7 separate regions of the Mus musculus genome follow, and regions 1, 2, 3, 4, 5 and 7 are each linked to region 6. The links are chromatin contacts, called in public ChIA-PET, HiChIP or PLAC-seq and promoter capture Hi-C maps. All regions are on one chromosome and are shown on one strand. The core of a region is the stretch at or near the end of the contact, and the rest is flanking DNA. Distances in the headings are between cores, read along the strand shown.

Evidence for each region. Promoter capture Hi-C pulls out the DNA fragments that hold promoters and counts their contacts. ChIA-PET counts read pairs in DNA pulled down with a chosen protein or histone mark. HiChIP or PLAC-seq counts read pairs in DNA pulled down with a chosen protein or histone mark.
Region 1: a promoter capture Hi-C map of embryonic stem cells shows a contact between it and region 6, with 2.3 times the contacts expected there. The contact joins the promoter of Pex11g here to the promoter of Prr36 in region 6. A contact is called at or near these places in 6 of 39 promoter capture datasets (the C10 cell line, the HPC-7 cell line, embryonic stem cells and 2 more) and 3 of 115 datasets of contacts at active chromatin or transcription factors (embryonic forebrain, embryonic midbrain and embryonic stem cells).
Region 2: a promoter capture Hi-C map of embryonic stem cells shows a contact between it and region 6, with 9 read pairs. The contact joins the enhancer-like site here to the promoter of Prr36 in region 6. A contact is called at or near these places in 6 of 39 promoter capture datasets (the 3T3-L1 cell line, HPC-7-derived erythroid cells, cranial neural crest and 3 more).
Region 3: a contact with region 6 is called in a promoter capture Hi-C map of embryonic stem cells, with 8 read pairs. The contact joins the promoter of Rps23rg1 here to the promoter of Prr36 in region 6. A contact is called at or near these places in 4 of 39 promoter capture datasets (cranial neural crest, embryonic stem cells and neural stem cells) and 2 of 115 datasets of contacts at active chromatin or transcription factors (both in embryonic stem cells).
Region 4: a contact with region 6 is called in a promoter capture Hi-C map of embryonic stem cells, with 10 read pairs. The contact joins the promoter of Zfp358 here to the promoter of Prr36 in region 6. A contact is called at or near these places in 2 of 39 promoter capture datasets (embryonic stem cells and neural stem cells), 1 of 484 Hi-C or Micro-C datasets (embryonic stem cells), 5 of 115 datasets of contacts at active chromatin or transcription factors (bone marrow-derived macrophages, embryonic midbrain, embryonic stem cells and 1 more) and 2 of 9 other capture datasets (adipose tissue and liver).
Region 5: a contact with region 6 is called in an RNA polymerase II ChIA-PET map of effector CD8 T cells, with 10 read pairs. The contact joins the promoter of Pnpla6 here to the promoter of Prr36 in region 6. A contact is called at or near these places in 5 of 39 promoter capture datasets (the 3T3-L1 cell line, HPC-7-derived erythroid cells, cranial neural crest and 2 more), 4 of 115 datasets of contacts at active chromatin or transcription factors (effector CD8 T cells, embryonic stem cells, stem cell-derived neural progenitor cells and 1 more) and 3 of 9 other capture datasets (adipose tissue, embryonic stem cells and macrophages).
Region 7: an H3K4me3 HiChIP or PLAC-seq map of forebrain shows a contact between it and region 6, with 6 times the contacts expected there. The contact joins the promoter of Camsap3 here to the promoter of Prr36 in region 6. A contact is called at or near these places in 5 of 39 promoter capture datasets (the C10 cell line, cranial neural crest, embryonic stem cells and 1 more) and 2 of 115 datasets of contacts at active chromatin or transcription factors (forebrain and pancreatic cancer cells).

The regions. Positions count from the first base shown.
Region 1 is chr8:3,465,868-3,469,974 of GRCm38.p6, forward strand. It overlaps Pex11g (peroxisomal biogenesis factor 11 gamma), which reads right to left and starts at 1,781. Exons shown (of 5, transcript NM_026951.3): 1 at 1,705-1,781; 2 at 1-104. The coding sequence starts at 1,764. It also overlaps a transcript of Tex45 not described here.
Region 2 is chr8:3,534,350-3,538,287 of GRCm38.p6, forward strand. It overlaps Pnpla6 (patatin-like phospholipase domain containing 6), which reads left to right. Exons shown (of 35, transcript NM_001122818.3): 22 at 181-321; 23 at 483-546; 24 at 1,113-1,281; 25 at 1,471-1,653; 26 at 2,194-2,312; 27 at 2,514-2,670; 28 at 2,900-3,016; 29 at 3,102-3,171; 30 at 3,620-3,736. Among named protein-coding and RNA genes, the nearest start is that of Pnpla6, 21 kb to the left of the region's middle. Within about 2 kb of position 1,917, at least 30 of the 459 cell types and tissues checked have an H3K27ac peak or open chromatin away from gene starts, as enhancers often do. A contact at or near this core is called in embryonic stem cells, where this site is marked.
Region 3 is chr8:3,566,275-3,570,075 of GRCm38.p6, forward strand. Rps23rg1 (ribosomal protein S23, retrogene 1) reads left to right here and starts at 1,724. Exons shown (of 6, transcript NM_001024728.2): 1 at 1,724-1,822.
Region 4 is chr8:3,491,448-3,495,470 of GRCm38.p6, forward strand. It overlaps Zfp358 (zinc finger protein 358), which reads left to right and starts at 1,691. Exons shown (of 2, transcript NM_080461.2): 1 at 1,691-1,862; 2 at 3,935-4,023. The coding sequence starts at 3,973.
Region 5 is chr8:3,514,156-3,517,749 of GRCm38.p6, forward strand. Pnpla6 (patatin-like phospholipase domain containing 6) reads left to right here and starts at 1,256. Exons shown (of 35, transcript NM_001122818.3): 1 at 1,256-1,401; 2 at 2,355-2,413; 3 at 2,526-2,594; 4 at 2,922-3,009; 5 at 3,170-3,252; 6 at 3,403-3,500. The coding sequence starts at 2,390. It overlaps Mcoln1 (mucolipin 1), which reads left to right. Exons shown (of 14, transcript NM_053177.1): 13 at 628-758; 14 at 859-1,077. The coding sequence ends at 895.
Region 6 is chr8:4,215,224-4,219,180 of GRCm38.p6, forward strand. Prr36 (proline rich 36) reads right to left here and starts at 2,089. Exons shown (of 7, transcript NM_207203.2): 1 at 1,866-2,089; 2 at 1,645-1,756; 3 at 959-1,332; 4 at 746-848; 5 at 1-55. The coding sequence starts at 1,325.
Region 7 is chr8:3,585,925-3,589,913 of GRCm38.p6, forward strand. It overlaps Camsap3 (calmodulin regulated spectrin-associated protein family, member 3), which reads left to right and starts at 1,526. Exons shown (of 17, transcript NM_027171.3): 1 at 1,526-2,035. The coding sequence starts at 1,888.

The DNA of each region.
Region 1 (4,107 bases), core at 531-3,030, 750 kb before region 6:
TGGGCTGACACCACCAGCAAGCGCCTTCCCACTTCGGACCTGTTGGGGCATTGTTCCACTAGGACCCCACCGATCAGCTGGCAGCAATACCCCAGTGTCCGGATCTGTGGGAGACCAGAATCGGTTACCATGGTTCCAATCATGGCTGAGCTGCAATCCCCTACCACACACCCAGCCATGGACACTTTAGGATGGAAACTGGAAAGAGTTGCTGGGCACGGTGGATCAGGCCTATACTTGTCAGTACTTGAGAAACAGAGGCAGGAGGATCACCTCCAAGTTTAAGGCCAGCCTGGGCTACTGAGATCCTGTCTCAAAAAAACCCAGAAAGTTCTAAGAGTCATCAAACTGCCAACCCAATCTGAAAGGTTTTTATCTTTTGTTTCTTTCTTTTGGTTGCTGAGGCTGGGTCTCACGTTCACCTCACTCACTGCATAGCCCAGCAAGTCACTGCCATGCCCCTGCCTCAGCATCCGCAAGGCTGTAATAACAAGCATGGGGCACTTAATCTGGCTAAAACTGAAAGCTTCTTTCGTTCTCTCTTCCTTTTTTAAAAGATGTAACATTATTCTAATTTGTTAATTTGAGACGGGGTCTCCGTAGCCCAGGCTAACCAGACACCGTGGTCATGATTAGAATTCCTGATCCTCCTGTTTCCACCTCCCAAACTCTGGAATGAGAGGTGTACAAGCATCTGGTGTACTTGAGACTGAGACCAAATCGTGCACAATGCACAAGCACTCTACCAATTGAGCCAACATCCCAGGCAAGGCAGAAGTTAAGAGGAGAGCTTGACATCAAAATCCAAAAAGTGCCACATAGCCGGGTGTGGTGAGGCACACCTGTCATCCCAGCCAGTATTTGGGGAGCTGAGGCATAAGGACAAGAAAGTTCAGGGTCAGCCTGGACTACAAGGTAAGTTATAGGCAACCAGAACTTCATAACAAGGTCCTGTTTCAACAAAGAAAGAAGAGGGGAAGAGAGGAGAGGGGAAGGGGAGGGGGGGAAGAGTTGCCATGGGGAGTCCCATTAGAGTGCTAGCTTGCTCACCAATGGTTGAAATGACAGAAAACAAAACTATTTCCCACCTCCTGGGCTCTCCTTTGCCCACAGGCAGGGGCATAAGGCTCTTCCGCCTAGCTCTGCCTTTAGCAGGACTGAAAAAGCAGTCTAGGTGGCAAAATAGCCATTTGCTTGGAAGACTTTAGAGAGGGGCCATTCAGTAAGACACTTAGAACACGGAAATTTAGCAGGCTCACCGCCCTTGTATCTTTGTTTCTTTTGTTTTGAGACAGGGTATCCTGTAGCCCAGGCTGGCCTTGAACTCCTGATCTTTCCATTAGAAGTGCCGAGATCACTGGCTTGTGCCAATATATCTGGTTTGTGCGGTGCTGAGGAAGGACCTAAAGGTTTCGTCTATGCTAGGAATGCAGTGGGCTACAGTCCCAGATCTTTTATTATTTCACTTGCTTATCAGAAATGATTAGTTTCAAGCTGTGTGTGATGGCACACACCTGTAATCCCAGCAATTCGGGAGGCTGAGGTAGGAAGTTCTCAGGTAAGACACCAGCCTGCCGACAGCCTGCTGTCATGTAAGACACCGGTCCCTTTAGGACCCCCTCTCTGGCCTGTTTTCCTCATCTCTGAGACCTGACCAAACTCCAGGTCACTCCGGTCCCGCCAAGGCCCCAGACTTCCTCTCACCAGGCGGTCCCGGACCCGGTGGGACTCCAGCGCGGAAGCCAGACGGTTCAGCAGAGCCATGGCAACTCGGTCGTGACGTCACCCAGGGCGGGGTCAAACTCCTTTGGAAAGGTCCGAAGGTCCGCGCAGGCGCAACTGCCTGCCCTTTGTCCGAGTACTGCTACCTTGTAGGCGTGCTAGCCCGAACCCAGTTTGCAAATGTATTACTGCCACGTCTGTCCTCCCTGCCCACGGACACCCAGAATGACCTTCTAAGCCTGTTGAAATTCGCTCCACCGCTGCTTAGGCAACTCCGCAAGCAAAATGTTTCAAAAATTAATTCATTGCCTACGGGCGGGGGGGGGGGGGAGCGGGGAGTGGGGACAATCAAAAGCTTCACTTGTGGGCTTCATGTACCTGCTTTATCAGTTTGTCTGTTCTGAGCATCTGTGACTGGTGTACTCTCACAAGGCATCTTGATTTTCACTTTCTTTGAGGGGTGATTAGATTTCTTTCTTTTTTTTTTTTTTTTTTTTTGAGGATTTCATTTAGTTCACGCTATCTTTGAACTCACCATGTGCTCAAACTGGCCTTACACTCCTTATTTAGTCTCCCAAATGCTGGATGATAGGCATGTGGCACAAGGCTCCAAGACATCATTAGATATGTTATATTAGATATCATTAGTTACCTGGCTAAAAGGCACCTTTAGAAGAAAAATGAGCTCGGCAGGGAACAAGTACCTTTAATCCCAGCATTCAGGGGGCAGAGGTTCTCCGTGAGTTCCAGGCTAGCCAGATCTACATAGGGAGCTCTGGGCCAGCAGGATGGCACAGTTGGTAGAGGCGCATGTAGGTCAAGCCTGAAGACATGAGTTCCATCCTTGGGACTGGCATAGTTGAAAGTAAGAACCCACTCTGGTGCTAGCTGTCCTCTAACCTCCACAGTTATGGTGTGGTGCACATGCGCGTGTGTGTAAAAACAACTACAAAATAGTCAAAGTTCTCTTCCACTCTTCCTTCCAGGAAGGACAAAAGTTGATCGCTAAAGGTGTTTGATCCATATCTACCTGAGCAGGGCACCCAGAGAATTCACCTTAACCAGCTGTGTTTTGTTTTGTTTTGCTTTGTTTTGTTTTGTTTTTTTGTTGTGTTTGGAGGAGTGAAGACACAAGTATTTTGAGTATTTGTTTTGAAACAAGATCTTATGTAGTCCAAGCTGGGCTCCAACTGAATTAATTTGTAGCCAAGACTGGCCTTGGACTCCTCCTGGTCCTCCTGCCTCAACCTCAGAAGTGCTGGCATGACAGGTGTGTGCCACCAAGTCTGGTTTGTGTGGTGCTGGGATGGAACCCAGAGCTCTCTGCATGGTAAGCTAATGTTCTATACTGAGCCACATTCACAGACCCCAGAACAGTATTTTTTTTTAAAAAGATTTATTTATTATTATAAGTACACTGTAGCTGTCTTCAGATGCACCAGAAGGGGGCATCAGATCTCACTATGAATGGTTGTGAGCCATCATGTGGTTGCTGGGATTTGAACTCAGGGGCTTCAGAAGAGCAGTCGATGCTCTTAACCACTGAGCCATATATATATGTGTGTGTGTGTGTGTGTGTGTGTGTGTGTATAACATATATATATAATATATATAGTGTATAACAATAAATAATATGTATATATTATTTATTATATATATAATATATGTGTGTATAACATATATTATATATATATATAGTGTATAACAATAAATAATTTTTTTAAAAAGAGGGAAAAAGAAAGAAAGGAAAGGAAAAAGAAAAGACCCAGAATCAAGCAAAGAAATTATTTCACTCAGGTCAAATTATTTCACTCAGGTCTGATATGGTGAAGCAGTGAGTTTATTGAGGCTGCTTAAGGGAGCAGGGTAACGCAAAAAATCTCTAGAAAGCCACCCCAGACTGGAGGATGATTGAGAGAGCTGCATTCGTAAAGCTCAGCTGGTAGGCAGCCTAGCTATTCAGACAGTGTCCTCTCCCCATCTGCTCTTTGTGTGTTTATGTGTGTGTGCATGTATGCACATGCAGGTGCTGTGTGCTCATGTGAGCATATGCTCTCAAGACCAAGTGTATGGGTGGCCTCAGAGGGCACAAGCATTGAATCCCCCAGAGCTAGAGTTACAGACTGCTATGAGCTGGACGAACTTTGGTCCTCTGGAGGAGACATATGTGCTTAATTAATTCCTTGGCCGTCTCTTCAGCCCTTGTTTGTTTCTAGAAGAGTGGTTCTCAGCCCTTCTAATACTGCAACCCTTTAATACAGTTCCTCATGCTGTGGTAACTCCAACCATAACATTATTTCTTTGCTACTTCGTAAGTGTAATTTTGCTGTTATAAATTATAATGTAAATATCCAATATTCAGGATATCTGATATGGGAGCCCTGT
Region 2 (3,938 bases), core at 667-3,166, 680 kb before region 6:
GGAGGATGACAAAAGGCAGGGATAGAGGGGAATGAAAAGGAAGTGGGGGGGGGTGAGGAGAAGTGGGGGAAGAAGAGGAGGGGGAAAGGGAGATAGGTAGAAGAGGAGGTGGTGGGGAGAAGGAAGATACCTCTCTGAACACAGAGTTGCTCAGCCGATCCCTGATTGGTGTCTCAACAGGCTCCGGGCTCAGTGTTCCGCAGCACTCGGAACTGACCAACCCAGCCAGCAATCTGTCTACTGTAGCTATCCTCCCTGTGTGTGCTGAGGTGCCCATGATGGCCTTTACTCTGGAACTGCAGCATGCTCTGCAAGCTATTGGTGAGCGATAGGGAATCTGTTCAGTGGAACGGTGTGTCTATACTCCAGTCACCCGTACTAAGTGGTGGGTGAGTGGGTGGTGGGTGCGAGGGAAACGGAGCCTAAGCCGTGGGGATGGGTGACAAGCGCTCTGTCTAACTTCCATTCCTCAACCCCACTAGGTCCCACGCTCCTCCTTAACAGTGACGTCATCCGGGCACTCCTGGGGGCTTCAGCACTGGATAGGTGTGTGGGGGTTGGGGAGTGGGGCTGGAAGGGCAGAAGGCCTGTGTTGGACATTCTTTCAGATTGGGCTGGAGAACTAGGCTTCTGAATCGAGGAGTCTTGCCTGTCGGATCAATAGGGAGACGATGTGGGGCAAATCCCTTTTGGTAGCAGGGGTGTCAAATTGGAAACCCAGGGGCCATATGCAGCTCTTATAGTTGTGAGATACTGTGGCTCAAAGCAAACTTAAAATATTATGAGGATTTTAAAAAAATTGTTTGGGTTTTTTTTTTTCTTTGTAACTTGCTTATGTGGTTCTTGAGCATTAACATTGTTGATTTCATGTGGCAAAGTAATGCAAAACAAATATATGTGAAAATAAATATATATATATACATATATATATATGCCTTTGCAACACCTGAGTCCCCATTTCAACCCCACTCCCTGCCTTGGCGTGCATTTTAATTGTTGGGACCTGGAATTATCTAAATATTCCCAGCAGTAGAATTGCACTATCTCTATATTGGGAGAGGTTGTGGGACTCCAGGCCGGCTCCAGGATGACCCTCCCTCATTATATCTCAGCATTCAAGAATTCCGGCTGTCAGGGTGGTTGGCCCAGCAGGAAGATGCCCATCGCATTGTGCTCTACCAAACTGACACATCCCTGACGCCTTGGACCGTCCGTTGTCTGCGCCAGGCCGACTGCATCCTCATTGTGGGCCTGGGGGACCAGGAACCCACTGTTGGCCAGGTCTGGAGACTGTATGCACTGATTACCCACACATACACCTCAGTCTTCCCCTCAGGATCTCATCCCTTGTCCTTCCGTGCCTGTGGAAGGCCATGTACACTCATGCTGCTGTTCTGTGAGGGAGCTGAGCTTTGCCGGGTGTGGGTAGAGAAGGTATCAATGACCTCCACCTGTCTCTGTCTTCCATAGCTGGAGCAAATGTTAGAGAACACTGCTGTCCGTGCCTTGAAGCAACTGGTTTTGCTGCACCGGGAGGAAGGCCCTGGTCCCACGCGCACTGTAGAGTGGCTCAACATGCGCAGCTGGTGCTCAGGGCACCTGCACCTGCGCTGTCCTCGCCGCCTCTTCTCACGGCGCAGCCCAGCGAAACTTGTAAGGGGTGGGAACCTAAAAAAGGAACCCAGGGGAACAATCTGTCTTCTACCTCAGGGGTCGGGTTTGGGTGTAATATGAAGAAGAGCCTTAGGAAACACACCTAATGCTTAGGTGTATAATTTGAGGGATACTCTCCTCCAGTGGGGGTTGGGGCCAGAGAATAACTGTTCTTCCATCTGGGACCGAGGCTTGGGCGTGGCTTGAAGAAAGGCCCTGAGTGGCACGCCTCTGCTGCTTCCTGTTCCAGTTTGGGGACACACCCCTTTGCCTGTGGGCGTGGCTTGGTGTCACGCCCTCTTCCACCTTGAGTGGCATTTGGTACATCTGCCAAAGGTTGTAGTTTAGGGGTACAGCATGCCCCACAGTCGGGCAGGACCAGGGCTTGGGCAGGACCAGAGAGCTGAGACAGAGCCTGAACCAATTGCGGGAGTGGAGGTGAGGGGTAGGTAGCAAAGATGAGTATGTGCCTGAGTGGTCCCCTAGACTTGTTCTTTGTTACCTCAGTCTAACACATCTTTATTCTCTCCTGGATCCCAGCATGAGCTGTATGAGAAGGTTTTCTCCAGGCGTGCAGACCGTCACAGCGACTTCTCCCGCTTGGCACGAGTACTCACAGGAAACACTATTGCTCTGGTGCTGGGTGGGGGCGGAGCCAGGTAAGAGACAGGCTAAGTAGAAGACACAGCTTCCTTACTGTGTCCTAAGGATGTGTAAGGGGTGGAGCTTATTACCCGGGAGACACCCCCACAGCCTGGTTAGTGTGTTTTTTTTTTTCAGGAGGGGAAGTGAGAAGAGAATTCCTGGGGGTAGGTCCCCAGAGATCCCCAGCTTGTCACCGACTCCCCTCTATTCTACAGAGGCTGCTCGCATATTGGGGTGCTGAAGGCATTAGAGGAGGCAGGAGTCCCAGTCGACCTTGTGGGAGGCACATCCATAGGTTCCTTCATTGGGGCCTTGTATGCCGAGGAACGCAGCGCCAGCCGAACTAAACAACGAGCCCGGGAGTGGGCCAAGGTGTGTTTTGTGGGGGGTGTGAGGAGATGGGGTTGCAGGGCCCAAGAAACGCAGGGGGATGTGTGAAGATGCCATAGCCTGATCCGGTAGTATGGGTAGGGCACTGGGACTTTGGACTAGAGCAATCATTGTATTGACTGACACTCTCCAGCCCTGTGTGTATGTGGATATTCCTGGAGCCACGATCTCTCTGTGACTAAGCAACTGCTTTTGACCATTTGATTCCTAGAGCATGACTTCTGTACTGGAGCCTGTATTGGACCTCACATATCCTGTCACCTCCATGTTTACTGGCTCAGCCTTTAACAGAAGTATCCACCGTGTCTTCCAGGATAAGCAGATTGAGGTATGTCCGTCCCCTACCCCTGGCCCTGCTGCCTCTTCCCCGGGGTTTTCCACCATCTTCCACTTTGGTTCTCACCCCTTCCCAGGACCTGTGGCTGCCTTACTTCAATGTGACCACAGACATCACTGCCTCTGCCATGCGCGTCCACAAAGATGGTGGGTGCCATCCTGCCAAGCCCTGCTACAACCTTGTTGGCCGGCTGTGTGGGGATGGGTTGTAAGGGGAGGGGCAGCTGAGCATCTGGGACGTTGTTAACACAAGTGACCGTCCACCTGGGCCCGTCCACCGATCACTAACCATCACCCACTAATGTCCCGAAGGCCCCAGGTATGTCCGCTCTCTGGGGGTGGGGAGCCGGGAGGCTTGTCGGACACCTCACCCCCTCCCGCCATCCCCCACAGGCTGCGTGTGGCGTTACGTCCGGGCCAGTGCCTCCTACTGTCCCTACCTGCCCCCACTCTGCGACCCCAAGGACGGGCACCTGCTGGTGGACGGGTGTTACGTTAACAACGTTCCAGGTCAGCGAGCCCACAGGCTGGCCGGGCCTCCGAGTGTGTCTGAGCGTGTCTGTGCGTGTCTGTGTCTGTGTATCCCACCGGGCAGGCTCCCTGTGGCGGTATGTACGTGCCAGCATGACGCTCTCGGGCTACCTACCCCCGCTGTGCGACCCAAAGGATGGGCACCTGCTCATGGATGGTGGCTACATCAACAACCTGCCAGGCAAGTGGCTGCCCACTCACATCTGCATGGACACTTATCACCAGACACATGCCCACACTGACTTCTGCACATGCCGACTGGAAGGGACAGGTCTATATGAATGGAGAAGCTCAAGAGGACACACACAGCTTTGCACAGAGTTATAGACTGACACACATGCATGCATGCATGCATATATTCATGCATACAGATATACGAGTGT
Region 3 (3,801 bases), core at 474-2,973, 650 kb before region 6:
CCTTCTTCTTCCCCCTCATCCTGTTCACCCTACTCCTCTTTTTCAGGTAGGTTGTTAATATGAAGCCTGGGATGACCTTAACTTTGAGATCCTCCTGCCTCAACCTTTGGAATCTTCGGATTACAGCTGTGCACCACACCCACCAACTTCTTTTTATTTGCTCTCTCTCTCTCTCTCTCTCTCTCTCTCTCTCTCTCTCTCTCTCTCTCTCTCTCTCTCCCCTCCTATCATTGATTCAGGTGCAGCAGCAAATATGAGGTCAGAGGTCAACTTACAGGAGTTTGTTCTCCTTTCACTATGCTGTGAGGATTCAACTCAGATATCAGGCTTGTGCAGTGAGTGACCTCTCTTTGAGTCTCATTTGGCCCAGGATGATCTTGGACTTGTGAATCTCTAGCTTCTTCCTCCTGGGATCATAGCACCATGCCTGCTTTAGTCAATACTTGGGATGGAACCCAAGGCTTTTTGCAGGCCAAGTGCTCTACCAACTTAACCACAGCCCTAAGCCCTCAATCATTTCTTCCTATTATCTCCAATGTGTTATTGCAATAAACGAGTAAGAACATTCTTCCATTTCCCCTGTTCCTGTTCTTAGGAAAAACAAACACTAGACTTGACAACAGAGGCTCATAGCTGACTGGCTTCATTGTAGTGCTTGATACACTTGGCTAAGTTGCTCTGGTAAAAGGCGGAAAAGTTTAACACCCCTGGCAGTGGGTGGAAGGTCCTGTTTCATGGCACAGTTGGAAATTATTAGACAGGACAGCTGGGAGGGCTACTGGAAGCACAGAACAAATTCAGGATGTTCGAGGCTCTGGGTTCCAACCCAAGCACATTGCCCCACCTCAATCAAACAGCAAACCAAACCTGGTGACATGGCTGTAACCAGAGCACTCACGCGGTGGAAAGCAGAAGCTGAAGGCCACTTTTAGTGTGTTTGAGGCCAGCCTGGCTTACATGTCCCCCAACCCCCCAAATAGGACTGGGGGTATGGCTCAGTGGGTAAAGCACTTGCCAACCTGAGTTCAGGTCCCTAGAAACCTCATAAAGGTAGAATGGACTCCACAAATTATCCTCTGACCTACACACAGAGAGACTACACACCTGCTCTCACACATTAAAAACGTGCAAGATAAAAACTTGCTGGGCATGGTAGCACACTCTTTAATCCCATCATTCGTGAGGTGGAAGCAGGTGGATCTCTGTGAGTTTGAGGCCAGTCTGGTCTTTAAAGCCAGTTCCAGGACAGCCAGGGTTGTTACACATAGAAACCCTGTCTTGAAAAAACAAAATAAATAAGTAACTCTTTCTTTGACTTAAAAGGGGAGGTGGGGCGCCATGTGATTTGCACAACTTTTAATCCTAGTGAAAGATTATCCATTAGACTGACTCCCAGATAAGCAGACCAAGAGGGAGATCGGCCAGAGCTAGGTAACAAAGATAGCAAGCTCCGAGGATGGTAGCTTCTTCCTCGCCCTGCTGAGCTGAGACAAAAGCCTGGAGGCTTAAAACAAATGCCTTACATGCTTTTGTCTCCTGCCAGCAGGACTCTGCTGCTGGTCTGGGTCAGGTGTCCGAGGTCTGCTCAGGACGGTCACACAACAGTTCTGAGCCAATCAGCTACTCTGTCTTTCTTCAAACTGACCAACCGTAAAGTAGGGAAGAAAACTCAGACTTTAAACCCCCAGCCTTCATTGTCAACCTCTCTGCTTTGCAGAGAGTCTTTCTCTCACCCCAGATAAATGCCTGTCCTCAACTGCCGATTCTCTCTGCTGCTGTCAGCAGACTGGAGATTTCTCCACTGCCACCTGTCGTGCTTGAGGTTTGTCCTGCCTTTTAGTTAGTGAATTGGCAGAGAAAACGAACCGGATAAAGAACCCTAGACTGTATTACTAGGACTTTGAAGGCAGAGGCGCGTAGAACTCTGTGTATTCAAGGCCAGCCTGGTTTATATAGGCCAGCAAGTTTCAGGACAGCCAGGTCTACAAAATGAGACCCTGCCTCAGAAAGAAAAAGAAAGAAAGAAAGGAAGAGAGAAGAGAGGGAGGGGGGAAAGGAAAGAAGGAAGGAAGGAAGGAAGGAAGGAAGGAAGGAAGGAAGAAGTTAAAGAACGCAGCTTTGTATATATATTATTTTAGTATATATTTGTTTATTTACTTTGTGTGTGTCTATATGTGCGTGTAGAGTTCAGAGGAGAACTTGCAGAAATCGGTTCTCCCCTCCCACCATACGGATCCCTGCAATCTACCTCAGAGCAAGCAGTCGTTGGGGTGGGGTGGAGGATTTTTTTAAAGCCCCCTGCAGCCTCCGTTGCTTTCCACACTTTTAATATCTTACTTCAGTATGCAAATTTTTTCCAATCCTCTGTTCTTGTGGCTTTTTTCTATGGCTCAAACAAGTGGTGGGTCCTGAGTGGTTGTGTTGGAGTGGGGTGACACTCTCCGCAGGTGTGAGCACTCAGAGAGGCAGATAGACTGGGAGGATCACATACTGTTTCTGCTTCGTGTTTGTTCATGTTTGTAAGTATTGATTTTGTATGATCAGCTTTATTTACCTGAGTGCAACGGGGTGTTATATTTGAAGAACCTGTGTGTGTGTGTGTGTGTGTGTGTGTGCGTGCATGTGTGTAGGTGTGTATGTGTGTAGGTGTGTGTATGTGCATGTGTGTAGATGTGTGTGTGTGAGAGTGTGTGTGTAGGTGTGTCTGTATGTGTGTCTGTGCATATGTGTAGGTGTGTATGTGGGCATGTGTGTCTGTGTGTGTACATGTGTGTTTGTGTGTCTGTGTCTGTGTAGGTTTGTTTGTGTGTGTGTCTGTGCATGTGTGTATGTGTGTGTGTGCATATGTGTATGTGTGTGTGTAGGTTTGTTTGTGTGTGTGTCTGTGCATGTGTGTATGTGTGTATGTGTGTCTGTGCATGTGTGTCTGTGTGTATGTGTGTGTGTGCATGTGTGTCTGTGTGTGTAGGTATGTCTGTGTGTATGTGTGGTGTGTCTGTGCATATGTGTAGGTGTGTGTGTGCATGTGTGTAGGTGTGTGTGTGTGTGTGTGTGTGTGTGTGTAGTATAGAGATCTATCTTGGGTATAGTTCTTCAGGAGCCATTCCCCTTGTTGTTACTGTTTTTTTTTTTTAGTTTTTATTTAATTATTTATTTTATGTGTATGTTCGTAGACCTCATTGTCTGCATGAGCACTACACACACACACACACACACACACACACACACACACACACATTGCCTGGGCAGACCAAAAGAGGGCATTGAATTCCCTGGAACTAGAGATACAGGTAGTTGTGAACTCCCTAATGTGTGTGCTGGGAACCAATCATGTATTCCCTGAAGAGCAGACGGTGAGTGTTTAACCACTACATCATCTCTCCAGGCCTTTTAAAGAATTTTTAACTATACTTATTTATTTATTTTATGAGAGGGTGGGCACACATGGTACATGCCATGTGTCTTAGGGTGCCATTGCTGTGAACAGACACCATGACCAAGGCAACTCTTAGAAGGAAAACATTTAATGGGGCCAGCTTACAGGTTCAGAGGTTCAGTCCATTATCATCATGGCAGGAAACATGGCAGTGTGCAGGCAGACGCGGTGCTGGAGCAGGAGCTGAGAGTTCTACATCTTGTTCTGCAGGCAACAAGGAAAAGACTGTGTCACACTGAGCACAGCTTGAGTGACTCCACAAAGCCTACCGACCCAGTGACACATTTCCTACAATAAGGCCACACCTCCTAACAGTGTCACTCCTTATGGGCCAGGCATTCAAACACATGTGTTTATAGAAGCCA
Region 4 (4,023 bases), core at 441-2,940, 720 kb before region 6:
GAGGAGATGTGTGGTCATTGTTCTAGCTGCAACCTATTCTTGTGTCTATCTTAATTCAGCTTTGGTCAGAGGGTAGCCTTGCTGTACCATTAATTTCTCTTTGTGACCACTGTTTATACTCAGGCAGCAACATCCAGAGTCCAGCTGCCAGATCCCCCTGGGCTTGTTTTCATTCCCCCTGCGGTGGAGGGAGCTGGGGCTTTAAAGTGTGGTCTAGAGCCTTCCTTGGTCCTGGCTAACGTCTTCCAGAAATCAGCTCTTGGTCCAGCCTCCTGGACTGCCTCTGGTGTCACCTGTCATTTGAATAGGAAGCTGAGAAAATGGAAGGATCAGAGGGCAAAAGGTTACCTAAAATTAGTGAAAGATTCTACTATCAACAAAAACTCTGTGTGTGTGCACTTGTGTGATAGAGACAGGGGAGGGGGAGAACTTGTACTTACACATATATGTGGACTAGAGAGATTGACTTCAGGTGTCTTCCTCAATGGGTCCCACCTTATTTTAATTTTTTAAAATTGCATTTATTTATGTAGTGGTGTGTGTATATCTTCCATGTGGAGGTTAGAAAATAGTTTGATCTTTCCACCCATGTTGGTCCTAAGGAATCAGACTCGGGTCCTTGGCCTTTCACCAAGCACCTTTACCCACTAAGCCACTTGGTTGTCCCTCCAACCTTACTTTTTGAGACACAGTCTCACAATGACCCTGGGAGCTCACTGATTCAGCTAGACTGGCTGGCCAGTGAGCCCTTGGGTCTTCTTGCCTCAGCCACCTCAAAGCTAGGATTCTAGATACCCACCACTGAATCTGTCCTTCCACATAGGTGACAGAGATCTCAAGCCAGGTCTTCAGCTTCTGCAACAAGCAGTTTACCGACTGGGTCACCTCTCTAACCACCTGTCTTACCACAAACCATCACCCACTGAGCCATTTTGACAGCCCTAAACTTTCTGAGATAATACTAGATGAAGAAAAGACAAGTGCATATTTAAATTGCAGGCCTTCTCAAAGCACACCCTCCCCCGGCCTCTTGCTTATATAATTTGAGTATCATGATAGCTGGTGTTTGAAACAAGATAGAGAAATGAAAAAGAAGGCAAGACAAAGGTAGGCAGAGACAAAAGGCAGAGGCAGAGAAAATGACTGGGCCAGAGGCAAAGAAATTAAAAGAGGAAAAAATAAATTACGGTAGAGAAGGAGAATGGGGAAAAAAGGAGGACTGGAGAGATAGTTCAGCATGTAAAAGTGCACGGCCAAGCCTGCAGACCCTGGTTCTATCCCTGGGATGGAATAAGGAGAGAACGGACTCCTGGAACTTATCTACTGATTTCCCCATGCGCAACACGGCATGCATAGGCACTGAATCCATTTTTTAAAGAAGATAATGAAAGAGATGGAGAGGAGGGGACAGAATGGAAGAAAGATGGACAGATGGAGACAGAGATACAGATGGAGAGTCAAGATCGGGGGTCGGAGAAGGGGCCCGAAAAGTCACATGGGTGCATGGAGGGTTAGGGTGGCGCGGGTTGGTAGGGCGCAAACAAAGACTGGACGCGCGCCAGCTCGGGTGGCCCTGGTCGGGACAAAGGCTTGGCCCGGGGGCGGGGGGGTGGGGTGGGGCGGCGCGGGGGCAGCGATGGCGCCGGCCGCGGAGGGCTCGAGCGAACTACAAGTCCCAGCAGCTCCCGCAGCGGCCCTCGGCCGGCCCCTCTCGCTCCCCGGGAGTGCCTGGCGGGGCCGCTGGGCCGAGGGGGCCGCCAGCGGGTCTGGCGATCGGTGGGGTTTCCTGCAAGCCTGGGGCGGGGAGACACCGGCTGGCCAGCGCGAGTGCAGCCAGGCCGGGCAGGGGCGAGGGGCATCGGGTGAGTGACCCCGAAAGCGGATCGGGCTGGATTGGGGAAGGCTGGACAAAAGGGGGAGGTGGTTGGGAGGAGACCCCTCAACACTAAGAGCAGGGTGCGGGGCGCGGCCCCAGGCTATCTCTACGCACCCCTTGCAGAGTACATGGTGCCAGCGCTCTACTTGGGGGGTCAAGGTGGCGGACGCGGTGGGAAGGGGGTCCGGAGGAGCTCAGGCCTAGTACGTTTATCCGGCCAACGGCGGGACCACCCCCTAATCTACAGTGAATCTGAGATCCGGATGGGTGGAGGCGCCCGCTAGCTCGGAACCCACAGAACAGAACACCTCCTTGTTTCAGAAGGGGGTTCTTTTTTTCTGGAAACCAAGAGAAGCTTGGGGCATTGTTCTTCCTATGTGGGACTTTATACTCCATAGTGTGTGTGTGTTCAGAAGGGAGGTGTCGTGTTACCTCAAGAATCCCAAGAAAAATCCCAGTTATTGTTATCTTCCACATTCAGTCTTAGGATGTAGAGCTCTGGAAGCTCATTTTCCCAAGAGATGATCGGGGTGCACCTGCCCTCTGCACATCTACGAGACAGATGTGAGTTTCCATTCAAGATGGGAGTTCATGAGGCTGCTTCCTTCGAAGGCAATCTAAAAATACCTTGTCTCCAGAAATCTGGGCGGAGACCCCGGGGTACTGCCCACTAATCTCCAGCAGTTGGGCCTAGGTAGAGAAACTGTTGGGGGAAACTCAGCGCCCCTCTGTGTACTATCTCCTGACTGTGAGGTTGGGGTCAGGTAGGTCTCCCTAGTCCCCTGGAGCCCAGCCCAACAAAGAGTTCACTTAGCCCCAAGGTAGAGAGGTGTTACTCTTTCTCCACATCTGCCTCTTTCCCTAAAACAGTCTTCATACCCTAATCAAGGAGTGTGTGGTTCAGGAACTCCCTTCCCTTGAAGACATTCCTCCTCAGCCCTCTGTGCCCCACCCCCCAGTTCTCTCTGTAACCCCCCAGAGGCCCCCCCCCAAGCTATAGTTATCACCGGCTCTTCACCAAGGGGTTAAAATCCACAATCTTATAAGCCAATTGGAAAATTGCTATATTAACTGCTCTCTCCACCCTCTGGCTGTGGAGTTCTTAGTGATCCTTCTGCCCCTTTCCCCAGAAGGGGGCCATGTATGCACCCCTCCTTAGTTTTGAAAAACGTTATTATTTTGTAGCCCAGGCTGATCAGATCTGCCAGCCTCATCCTCAAAAGATGCTGGGATAACAGATGTGTGCCACCACTGCTAGCTCAGGTTTCCACTCCCTGTCCTCTGGTTTAAGACAGAACATATCTCACTCAAGCTAGAATTCTAGAGAGGTCTAGAATTCTTTCCTGGAAGCAAACAAGGAGCCCTGCAGTTTTCACCGTGACAGAGAAGGACTACTAGGTATCCTTAACTTCCCATCCTTACCACTACCCATTCTACTTCGGTAAGACAAGTCACACACATTCCCCTCTTTATCAGGGACCCCCAGATCTACCAGTTTGCAGGGTGGGGCAAGAATTCAGACCATGACCTCATGAAAAAAGAACCACAACACCCTTTCCCCCAGATTTAGGGTATCAGATCTGAGAACCGCCTTCCATAACACCCAAGTCCACGTACTACATAGAGCTCGGGATGGGGGTCTGGGATGCCGCTCAGAGGGTGGAGTGCTCATCTACCATTCAGGAAACCAGTACCACATAAGCTGAATATGCTTGTGCACTCCCTGTACTTCCGCACAGGAGGTTGAGGCAGGAGTATAAGTAGTTTAACATCCTCCTTGATTACGAGTTGAGAGACAGCTGGAGCTATGCAAGCCCCTGTTCAAAAAAAAGAACAAGATCCCAAGATGGCCCCCATCCAGGTTTGAGGTGAAAAGTGAGAGTCCCAGCACTAGGATCCTTCTCTTCCAAATCCTAGCTGGGACACCGGTTAGGACTCTTCCTGTGGTTAAAGTCAAGAACAAGAACTGTATATGTTCACCAGGGACTTTGGTGTGGCATGGCCAGTCCTCTCTCCCCAAGAACCTCCCTCCACCAACCTCCTGTCCTCATACTGCAGGTCCTGTTCCAGAAGCTGCAAGCAGTTCTACTTTCAGGATGAGGCGCTCAGTTCTGGTTAGGAATCCGGGCCATAAGAATCTTAGGCCC
Region 5 (3,594 bases), core at 6-2,505, 700 kb before region 6:
GTGGCTGCTTGGGACATTCCCTTCATCTCTTGAGAATTCTAGATTGAGGAGATGGGAGCCCGAGGAAGAGCATACTTGTAGAAAGGAACATCCAAAGACTGGGAGGCAGAAAGGACCTGGAGAAATAGCAGTGGTGCCAGGAAGTCACAGGGAGAATGTTCGGGGACTCTGCCTCATTCTGAGGCACTGGCAGTGGATGTGTGCACTCTTTCCCACATGGATAGAAGCTCTACCACAGGTACATTACTGTCACCCAGGCCCTAAGCAGCCACACTGAGTCTCGCTGCAACACTTGGATATCACGCAGGACCCGTGGATGCAGGAGTTCAGGCCTTATGCCCACTAACTCTTTTACACTGTTCCAGCTGAGATGCTGGGTTACTAAATACCAGTCTAGGCTTCTGGCCCGCAGCAGAAGGCACTGAACCAATGAGCCTGAGACCTGCGGCCACATCCGGGGATAGGGAAGATTTCTACAGTGAAGCAAGCCACAAAGCAAAGGTCCAGAAATGAGACCCAGAGTGGTCACATCAGAGCAACAGCAGGATGTCCAGTTGGCCGGACCTAAAGAGCACTAGAGGTCAGGACCATCTTTCATGCTGAGTTCGGGGAATCGTCTCTTTCCAGCACCCAGGAGGTACTGGCACAGAGAAGAGTGAGCTCCAGGCCTACATCGAGCAGTGCCAGGATAGCCCCACATCTGGCAAGTTCCGTCGTGGCAGTGGCTCAGCTTGTAGCCTTTTCTGCTGCTGTGGAAGGTTGGAGCCCCAGATCTGGGTTGTGGATTGATTAGAGGCTGGGGGAAGAAGTGTGTGCCAGAGAGACTGGGTGCCTCTTTTTTCCATTTCTCTCTTCCAGGGACTCCCCGGAGGACCATTCGCTGCTGGTGAACTGATCCAAGATGATTGCCACTAGACTTTATCCCCATGTACTGCTGGGACCCCAGCTTATTTATTTTTAGAATTTGCTTTAAAAGATCTGCGTCTGACAGGCCTTGTGAGGGCTTGGGCTGATCGAATCGGACACAGGGGAAAGGGAGGGCATGTAGGGCGGCTGTTAAATAAAAGGGAATGTAAATGCGGTGGTCTAATTTGTAACAGGTGAGGCAGCCCTTTCATAAATCGTCAGCTCCTTTAAGAGGCCGCCACACTAGGCATGGCTGGCGCAGTGCGACCTTCCAAGCATGGCGGGAGGCGGGGATGGGGCGTGTCCTGCAGCGGAATAATTTAAAGGTGCCGCGTCTGAGGCAGCGGGCAGAAAACTAGGGGTGTTGGCCGAAGCTGGGTGGACCTGGTTGCAGCTCCTGAATGGTACGAGTTTCCATCGACCGAGCAAAGGTGTCCCTTCGAGGACTGTTAGAGAGCTTCAGCTTTGCCCCGGATCGATTTGTCCTGATTCCGGGTAGGTCCCGACTTTTTGATGCTCCAATACCACCCCACCCCCATTCCTAAGTTCCTTGTCCCGGTGTTTCCGCATCGGTAGTCAGATGCGACCTGGAGTACGGAATGGAAGTAGTCAATCTAACAATTTTCCAGGTAACATCTCAGGGCCCTGCGATCCTTCTAAATTCCCATTAATAATAGTCTAAAGGCATCAGAAAGATCTCCAGCGTCCCAGGAGAGTCCCGGTAGCGTTCCTACCTTCCCCGGTATCTTCCTGGAAGCTCCTAGACTCCTAAGTAGTTATGTGTATCTCCGGATCTCAGTAACTTTCCAGTGCGTCGTTCCTCCTACCCTCCCCCAATTCCGGCGTCCCTGGTTACACATCCTGCATCATTTCACTAATCCCAGGGATGCTCCGCACCGCGAGACCCGGTAACTTTCCTTTTACGTGACAGTTAAATCTCCAAGCCCGAGCCTATAACACTTTGGGAGCTCATCTTACTCCGATGGCCCTAGAGCCCCCTTTTCAATAGATTGCACAGCAGTGCTTCCAGTGCACGCCCCAGCTTCCTTGATGGGCCCAGGCTTGGGTCAGGAGCCCAAAGTCCAATTGTCCCTCAGCCTCCTGGCTTACAGGTCCTGGTTTCTTCTGGAGTGAGACATCGCGTCTTTACAGGGTGTAGGAAGGGGTCTCGCCTAAGGGTTGGTTAATCAAGAGTAGTCAGACATACGGAAGGCCAGGCTAAGGAAGGAACCACTGCCAGAAGAGATCATGGCTTAAGGGCACCTGCCAGCGAGCTGCTGACTGTGGGTGCCAGGACGGCTACCCTTTTGGCCACAGGGTGCAGATGAAAACGTTACGGAGTCTGGTCCGCCTTATGCATAAGTGAAGTAGGACAAAGAGCTGGGGGCTGGTCTCATCCCTTGATCTGGGCGGGGAAATCAACTTGCCCCTATCCTTCTGTCTAGCAGTACCCCTCTAGACGCTCTCACCCCAACCCCGGCGAATGGAGGAGTCACTCCAGCCAAAGGTATCTAGGGGGCGTGGCTTGTGAGACGAGCTAGGGGTAAGGAGCCTGTAGGCGCTGCTGGGTAGGCTTGATTGACATCTTGTTCTGGTCCCTTTTGCTCCTCGATTTCCAGGACTGCAGGCTACAAGACCTGCTACCTAGTCCGAAACAATCGATGGAGGCCCCACTGCAAACCGGAATGGTAAGAGTTGGGGAATTTTTGTACCGGACTACAACTCCCGGCGGTCTTGCCGTGCACCACGCGATTCTCTCTCCGAGAACCAGGCATGTGCAGGTGAAACTACGTTTCCCGGCATGCATAGCGGGAGACCTAGTCTCTCGGAAGGCTTAGTTGCTCCCCCCACGTAGGGGGATGGGAAGGAAACCGCATTGACCCATTCTGCAGATGGGGACACCGAGTCACGAACTGAATACAACCTCCTCCGGGGCAGAGGTGATTCAAAAGACCCTGGAGGAGGGCTTGGGGAGACGGATATGCGTTGCCCAGCCTGTGCCGTTCGTTCCGCAGGTGCTGGGCGTGATGATCGGGGCCGGAGTGGCGGTGCTGGTCACCGCCGTGCTCATCCTCTTGGTGGTGCGAAGGCTGCGGGTGCAGAGTGAGGATTCGGGGGGAACCTTTGAGGGAATACTATAGGGATGGAGGGGAAGCTGCAAAACCTGGAGAAACCAAGCGGCTGGGGTGGGGATTTGTTGAAGCCTGCGTGGAGCTCAAAGCACCATCTTCCCTCCACCCCCTTCCCCGTCCCCAATCCCCAGAAACTCCAGCCCCGGAGGGTCCCCGGTATCGGTTCCGGAAGCGGGACAAAGTGCTTTTCTATGGCCGGAAGATTATGCGGAAGGTGAGTTCCAAGACCTACTGCTGGTCTGGCTGACCACAGCAGCCCAGCCCTTTCCTATTTACACGTTAGTGACCCTCTCTGCCTTCTTAGATCTCCTTAGAGCTCTCCTTCCTCTCCCTCCAATTGACTCAATATTCTAAATTCTCCCAGGTGTCACAGTCCACTTCTTCCCTGGTGGACACATCAGTCTCCACCACTTCCCGGCCCCGCATGAAGAAGAAACTGAAGATGCTTAACATTGCCAAGAAGTAAGGCAGACTCTGAGTGTATTGGGTATGAGACGGGTCAGCTCACACCGGAGTTTTTGCATTTCTAAGTTCTTGAAACATACTGATTGTCTGG
Region 6 (3,957 bases), core at 839-3,338:
GGCCGAGGGTTCCTTAGTCGGAGGTTGGAGTCTCTTCTGGACAACAGGGCCTGGTCTGGGCACAGGAAGACCAGTTGTTAGCATTCCCAATTTCACATTTTCCCATCTGTGAAATAGAGTTGCTTGACTTTCTGTGACCCAACCAATAATGGCTTTTGCCCAATTTGTGTCCATTATCTGCAAGTGTTCCTGAGCTATCTCATATGTAATATTTTTGTGTATGTGTGTGCACATGTGTATACAGTTGTACTCACCCATCGCCCCCCATTGCCTGTGCATGTGGAGGCCAGAGATAAACACCAACATTTAGCTGGACCCATTTTTCTGCCTTGTTTTATTTTCTGTTTTGCTTATTATTACTATGTGGACTGTGTAGGCTGGCCTTGAACTTACAGAGATCCACATGCCTCTGGCTTCTAAGAGCTGGGATTAACAGCAAGTGCTACTACACTTGGCTATTTTTTGGGGGACAGGATCTCTCACAGAAACTGATGTTTGACACTTCCTCTGCTGAGCACCAGAAACACACCTCTTTTCTTCCCACCCAGAGCTGAGGTTACAGTGATACATCAAGATCAGCTTTTACATAGGTGCTGAAGTTTCAAACTCAGGACCTCATATTTGTGCAGCAAGCACTTTAGCACACCAAGCTACCTTTCCAGCCCATTCATGTCTAAGATCAAAAGGTTCCAAATTGCTAACCCTTGCTTGGGGAATTAGGGAGTTGGGGGAATTAACTTATTACCTGGCAATCCCACTGCTGGCACGCCCGGGGCTAGAAATAGAGCCCTGGCCAGGGGTCTTCATAGGGGCCCTCTCTCCTTTCCCAGAAGCTGGGGGCCTGTTGGCTTCAGGGAGAAGACAAAAATCAGTGGTACTTCTGAAAAAGAGGAGTATCTAAGAAGGAAGAGAGAAGGTAAGCAGAGTGCAGATGGAGGTCACAAATAAAGCTGAGTACCTGGGCTACGAGGACCTGCCCCAGCACTGCGCGCTGGTGCCCCGTGAATAGTGGTCTGTGGAAGAGCTGCTTTGCTGGTCTGTGGAAGAGCTGCTTTGCTGGTCTGTGGAAGAGCGGCTTTGCTGGTCTGTGGAAGAGCGGCTTTGCTGGTCTGTGGAAGAGCGGCTTTGCAGACGCCTGGGGCTCGCTCCACCAGGGACCTTCGCCCCATAGCTCCGTTTGCTTCCAAGACTCGAAGGGCAGCAGTGGTCACAGGGGGAGGAGGTCGAGCGGACCCAGAAGGAGGCCTAGGGGTCAGAAGGCCAGGGGGTCGTGAAGACGGCATTCGCGGGGCAGTTCCTGATTTGACGCTATCCCTCTTGTCCATACCGCACCTAATGAGGAAGACAGGAGGCTTGGTATCCCAGGTCCTGAACCAATCACTACAAACCATCCTGAAGCCTCCCTGTGCTTCCTTCTAGCATCGCCACCCATGGGTGCCTAAACCTCAGCCTAAAGAGCCTCGATTTGTTTTTCTTCTAAGCACCCACACCCGCTCACCAACCTGGCCGCTTTCAAGTCCTACGGCTACCTCCATCCCCAAGGCTAAGACGCCCTGTTCAGTCCCCACCCTCCGACCCCCGACCCCGCCTCTGCCCTATTACAAGAACAACATCCACTCCCCTACCCCCTCGCCTCTTGAAAACCTAAATGACCAATCCGGCAAACAGGGAAATGCCTCCGGCTTCCAGATTCAGGGGCCTCAGTGTGCACGCCGATGGGGCTTCGCCAGCGTCCTTCCTCAGGTTCCACAGGCACCTGCACAGAGAAAAAGAGTGGCCTTGTTGCCCGCGAACGGGCTCTGGGAGACAAAGAGCTGACCCCTCCCCCAGTCTGGTCCCCTATGCCAACGATCCGCCCGATCCACCTGCTCACAGCACGCGTTCACCTCCGCCTCTGGGCACCAGCCGCTCCACACAGGGTCGCTTGGGGTGGGGCTGGGCCGGAGAGCAGTAGCGGGGAGCAGCGAAAAGGCAAGGGGAGGGGGCTTCAAGCGACAGAGCCTAGGGAGCTTGGCCACGGCCCCGCCCCCCAGCTTCGGGTGGGGAGAGTAGAGGATGCGCGCACTCGCTCTCGGTCCAGAGCCGAGAGCGTGCCGAGAGGGCTAAGAAAAGAGGCGCGCCTCCGAGGGAGGTGCGGGTGCTGCCTCCCTGTAATACCCCAGAAGAGGCCGATTTCAATGGTCGTGTCTAGCAACCACAGAACTCGAGAGGCTCAGTGGGGGAATCCTTGAAGACCCTCACAGTCCTCTACTCAAGCTCTTGCACCTGCTCCGACACCCCCCTTCTCTAGCACTTGGAGACAGACACTCTCCTAGACAAGGGATAGGCTGGGCCTTGGCAACCAGTAGGGCGGGATCATTGTGCCTCTGGCCCACCAACCAATCCAGCCATTTTGTGTGCCCTGGTCCTCTTTTCCTGCACTTGATGACTATGGAGGCTAGATAGTCCTGCGACACCTGTGCCAGGTCACCTATTTTGTAACTTTGACTTTTCTCACAGCCCTTACCTGATACGGTTGGTGGGAGAATGAGAACCCTGGGAGTTACTTTGTATTACATTTTATTTGGTGTGTGTGTGTGTGTGTGTGTGTGTGTGTGTGTGTGTGTGTGTCCTTGTGCACATGTCACTGCATACTGGTAAAAGTCAAAGAACAACTTGTAGGGCTCAGTTCACTCCTACAACCAGTGGGTCCTGGAGATAGAATCCAGGTGATCAGACTTGGCCGTAAGTGTCTTTACCCACTGAGCTATCTCACCAGGCCCCAAACTCTTGGACTTAGAGGATGCACAGCAGATCCCAGAGTTGAGAGGAGAGAGGAAGAATAGCGGGATGAAAGAAAGGGAGAGAAATAGGAAACACGATGGTGGCTCTGCCTTCTGTGGGGCAGAGCATCTCAACTTTGCTGGCCCACAGGCAGTCAAGTCCTCAGAAACTTCCTGGCAGAGCTGAATTTGTGGAGTATCAAAAAACACGATTACAGAGGGAAAGAGAACTCTCTAAAATGTGTATGAAGAAACTGAGAGCACTCTGAGTATCTCAACCCAGTTGAACAACTAAAAGCTGTCACTTTAGTTTAGTTTGCCAGCTCATGGATCCAGTGGGGCAGGTGTGCCTTATAAGGCATCTTACCCATAGAGGATGTTAAACCAAGACCCTGGTCTGTAAGGGATCTCTGAAGTATATGGGCTCATTGAGTTGGCATTTTGGGCTGTACAGCCAATACTCTAGAGATACAGGCAGAAGGCTCCTGAGTTCCGGGTCCGCCTGGGCTACTTAAGGTTTATTGACTCATCACAGTGCTAACTAGATAAAAGAAATGAGTCCAGGAACATCTTCAAAAGTTTCAGAAGGAGGGCTAGCAAGCAGCTGGAATGAGGTCTGCTGGACCTAGAATTAAGAGCATTTTCAGGGCTGGCCATGTAGCTCAGTTGGCAGAGTATTTCTGTGGCATACAAAAAGTCCTGGTCTCTATCCTCAGCAACACATAAACCTGGAATGGTGGTGTGCAGCTATCATTCCAGCACTTGGTGGGTGGAGACCAATTGAAAATCAATTTCAACATCATCTTTGGCTGAGAGATAATTGGAGACCAGCCTGGGCCTGTCTCAAAAACAAAACAAAACAAAACAAAAAGCAAAACAAACAAAAAACCAAAACAAAACAAAGAACAACAGCCGGAGTAGTGGCTACACACCTTTAATCTTAGCATTCAGGAGGCAGAGGTAGGCAGATCTCTGTGAGTTTGAGTCCAGCCTGATCTACACAGTGAATTCCAGGACAGTCAGAACTATATAGTAAGGTCCTGTCTTAAAAAACAAAACAAAACAAAACAAAACAAAACAAAACAAAACAAAACAAAATGGCAGAATAGTAAGGGATAATAAAAGTAGATAAGGGCTCGAGAGATGGCTCGGCACATAAGGACTCTTGTAACCAAGCCTAAGATCCTAAGTTTGA
Region 7 (3,989 bases), core at 276-2,775, 630 kb before region 6:
CCTGTGGGCATGCGGAAGGGAGGAGAAAAGGGGTGGCTTCAATAAGAGAAGGCCTGCCCTCCCAGATTGCCACCCCAGGACAGCTAGTGAGTGAACCATTTATATCCACCTGAATCCTCAGGAAAATGTGGCAGTTTTTGTAGCTGCCAAGGGCCGGGCAGTGGTGCCACATGCCTTTAATCCCAGCATTTGGGAGGCAGAGGCAAGTAGATTTCTGAGTTTGAGGCCAGCCTGATCTACAGAGTCAATTCCAGGACAGTCAGGGTTACACAGGGAAACCCTGTCTGGAAAAACCAAAATAAATAAATAAATAATAAAAAAAATAAAATCATAGCTGCCAGCCTTTTTCTAAGATCCATCTAGTCAACAGAGGGGAGTCCCTTAGGTTCTGCCTCACCTCACTCAAGCCACCTGTAACACAGGCCCCCAAACAGTGAGTGTTCCAACCCAGTTCTGTAGATAAATAGATTTGTATTATGGAGCTGGGAATGCTGAACCTGAAAACACACACACACACAAAAGACTGTTTATACCAAAAAAAAAAAAAAAAAGTATGCACCTACACATCATTAGTCACACACAGAAAGCCCCATGCACACAACCACACCCGCAAACACACAGATCCTCTCAGACCCTTACCTACATCTAGTCAGAGGCTTTCTTCAACAAATACTGCAGATATCAAAGGTACACATCAGGACATTTGCAATCCACCTAGTAACCCTACAGAGCTAATCTCACATACACAGCTTTTCTCCTGCCTAAATACACCCACTTGGTATCTCTGCCATCTTCCTGCCCTGACAGAGTCAACAATTACACCCTTATATGATAGATGTGTTTAGACTCACATCATTCTTTCTCCCCCCGCTCTTTCTCTTCCTTCATTTCCAATCTTAGAACACAGAAGGTTGTACAACACAATTCTTTGATTTTACTTATTTATCTCATGTATCCCAGGATCACCTTGAACTTACAAAAATTCTCTTCTTCCCACTTCCCAAGTGCCATGATTCTAGGCATGTACCTACCACCATCCCTAGCTTATTTGGTGCTTGGGATGGAGGAGAAGGTTTTGTACATACCAGATAAGGACTCTGTCAACTAGGGCACAACCCTAGCCACTTAATACAAACCATTGTACCACAACAGGTTTGAAACAGTCACCTTCACAAACAGATGACATCACAAATCTAGATACCTATAGACAGAGATGTTCACAGGTACTCTCAAGCAAGTGGATACAAACACATTCATTTTCTTTTTAAACTAGGACAGAGTCTTGCTGTGTAGCCCTGGTTGGCCTAGAACTTACTGTATAGTAATAGCCACAAACTCCATATGCATATGTGAACTCCACCTGCATATGTGTGGGATCAAAAGCCTACATGGACATCCATGACAAAGGGTCCCTAAGCCTCTCCAGGGTCCGGGAGTGAGCAGGAACACACGCGCGCGCGCGCACACACACACACACACACACACACACACACACACACACACACGAGAACGCATACAGGGACATGCGTTCTTCTGCAGCCCTTCCCTCATCCGCCATCACTGCCGCCCTTTGCAGCAGGAGGACCTATGGAAGCTTTAATGTCAGTGGGGACCCATGTGGACCCAGGAGCCAGAGAGAACTGAGTCCAATCTGGGGGCGGGGCGCACCTGGGTTCCGCCTTGGGGCGGGGTCGACGCCGCGTCGCCAGCGCGCTCGACCGCACCTGGTTCAGCGGCGCCTCAGCAGCTTTATTAGTAACAGCAGCAGCCGCGGCGGCAACCCGATTCGGGGTGGCGGAGGCTCGGCAGCAGCGCAGCGCAGCGCAGCGCACGCAGCCCAGCCCATCAGAGCGCGCGGACCCGGGCGGCCGTAACCCCGGCGTCGCCATGGTGGAAGCGGCGCCCGCAGGGTCCGGGCCACTGCGGAGGACTTTCCTGGTCCCCGAGATCAAGTCTTTGGACCAGTACGATTTCTCTCGAGCCAAGGCGGCGGCGAGTCTGGCGTGGGTGCTGCGGGCCGCATTCGGGGGAGCAGGTAACCCGAGGGCCTTTGGGGAGGGGACCGGGGGAGCCAGGCTGGGGCGCGGCAGGTGCGGGGGGCGGGGCGCCAAGCCGGGGCCGTGGGAACAATAGCTTCGGGGCTGCCTAGGGTCCCCGAGCTTTTGGTCTTTGCTAAGCTGGGCCTCCAAGCTTCCTGCTCGGACGGGGCCCTTGGACTTTGCCCGCCCGGGTCGCTGGAACGCAGTCGGGGGTGGGGCCCGCCAAGAGGCTGTGCGCCTTGGGACCCCGGGATCAGAGCCCCCAGGTGAGCAGGGGTGGGGTCTGCAGACCAATTTTGTGTGTGGTGGGGGAAGGGTCTCCTGGTAGTCCTCTGCTTCCCGCCTCCCACCCCACTCCTCAGACCCCAGGGCCTAACTGCATGGCCAACTCCCCTTTCACACACATCAGAAGCCTGTGATGGTTCCTCCTACCCCCACCTTCCCTATCTACCCTCACAACGTGTACGCGGTGGCTTGGACCCCGCAAGGAGCGTTTTAAGAGATCAGAGCTACAGCTCAGTGACTGGGACACAAACCCTGCCTTGCCGGTGGCCAGCGTGTGTGTGTGTGTGTGTGTGTGTGTGTGTGTGTGTGTGTGTGGTGTGTCTGGGACCACTCTTTCGTCTCGATGGCCCCGTAAAGGCTGGCAGTTGTGACTTATTGCCACATTTTCCTGAGGATTCAGGTAGGCATAAATGGCTCATTCACCAGCTGTTCTAGGGTGGCAGCTCGGGCGGCCAGGCCTTCTCTTATTGAAGCCACCCCTTTTCTCCTCCCTTCCGCATGCCCACAGGCCTGAAGGACTAGGGCCATTCCTACTGGGCAAATGAGGAAGGTGGATTATCAGACCTGGGAAGGCTCTCCAAGTCCTGGCTTTGGGCAGCTTCAGCCACCACAGGATAGAACTGGGAGGCCAGGCTTGGCCTTGGGAAAAACAGAGGTTCATTAAGGTCTAGGCCTTACTGGGAGTAGAAGAACGAGACATACATGCACAGAGACAGAAAAAGATAGAGACAGTAGGAACAGATAGAGATAGAGAGAAGGAGAGGGGGAGAGACAGAAACAGAGATGCAAAGATGCAGAGAGAGAGAGAAGGCAGGAACAGAGTGTGAGTGTATGTGAATGTGTGTGTGTGTGTGTGTGTGTGTGTGTGTGTGTGTGTGTATGTGGTGGTGGTGGGAAATGCCCTGCCCTCCTACTGATCTTGGCACTAAGTAGGTGCAGCCCCTCCCCCACTCCATTGCCTTCCCAGACCAGCCTGTTCCGGGTGTGGGTCTCCTGTGACAGCTGTCCATCAGTTGCTTCTGCACAGTCCTGTCTTTCCCACTTTCTAGTAGTCTCTCTTACCGCTCTCCTCCCTGTGTGGCTGGCCAGCTGCCTCTGACACCTGCACACCCCCAGGGACCTGGGGCCTGAGAAAGAAAAGATTTGGGAGTTGGGACCTCTGTCCCAGCCCCTCACAAGGCCGAGATAATTAGATTAGAAAGGCTGGCTTCCTGAGCTTTTTAATTTTGATTTTTTTATCATTGCCTGTGTATGTAAGCATGGGCATGCACCACAACATGTGGATGGAGGTCAGAGAACCACCACAAAACATCATCCTTGTCACCTGAACACTTCATCGGGTCTTCTGAAATAGGTACCTCTACCCACTGGGCAATCTTGCCAGCCAGGAGCCCAACTCTGTTAAGTCATGGTTGAGTTTGAGGCCCAGCCCTGACCAGGACAGCTGGTGTGGAAGAATAATTCAGGTTCTCTGAACTTCTGTTTCTTTTTTTATTTAAGAAAAAGAAAAAAGAAAAAGGTGTTTGTCCACTTACATATCTGTGCCTGAAATCACATAGAAGTTGCTTGCCTGTGGTGTCATGCAGTGGGTTTTCAACTCCATTACTTGTTTTAAAGTTATATTTATTTTCTTATTGGTGTGTGTGTGGGGGGCACCTATGTGGA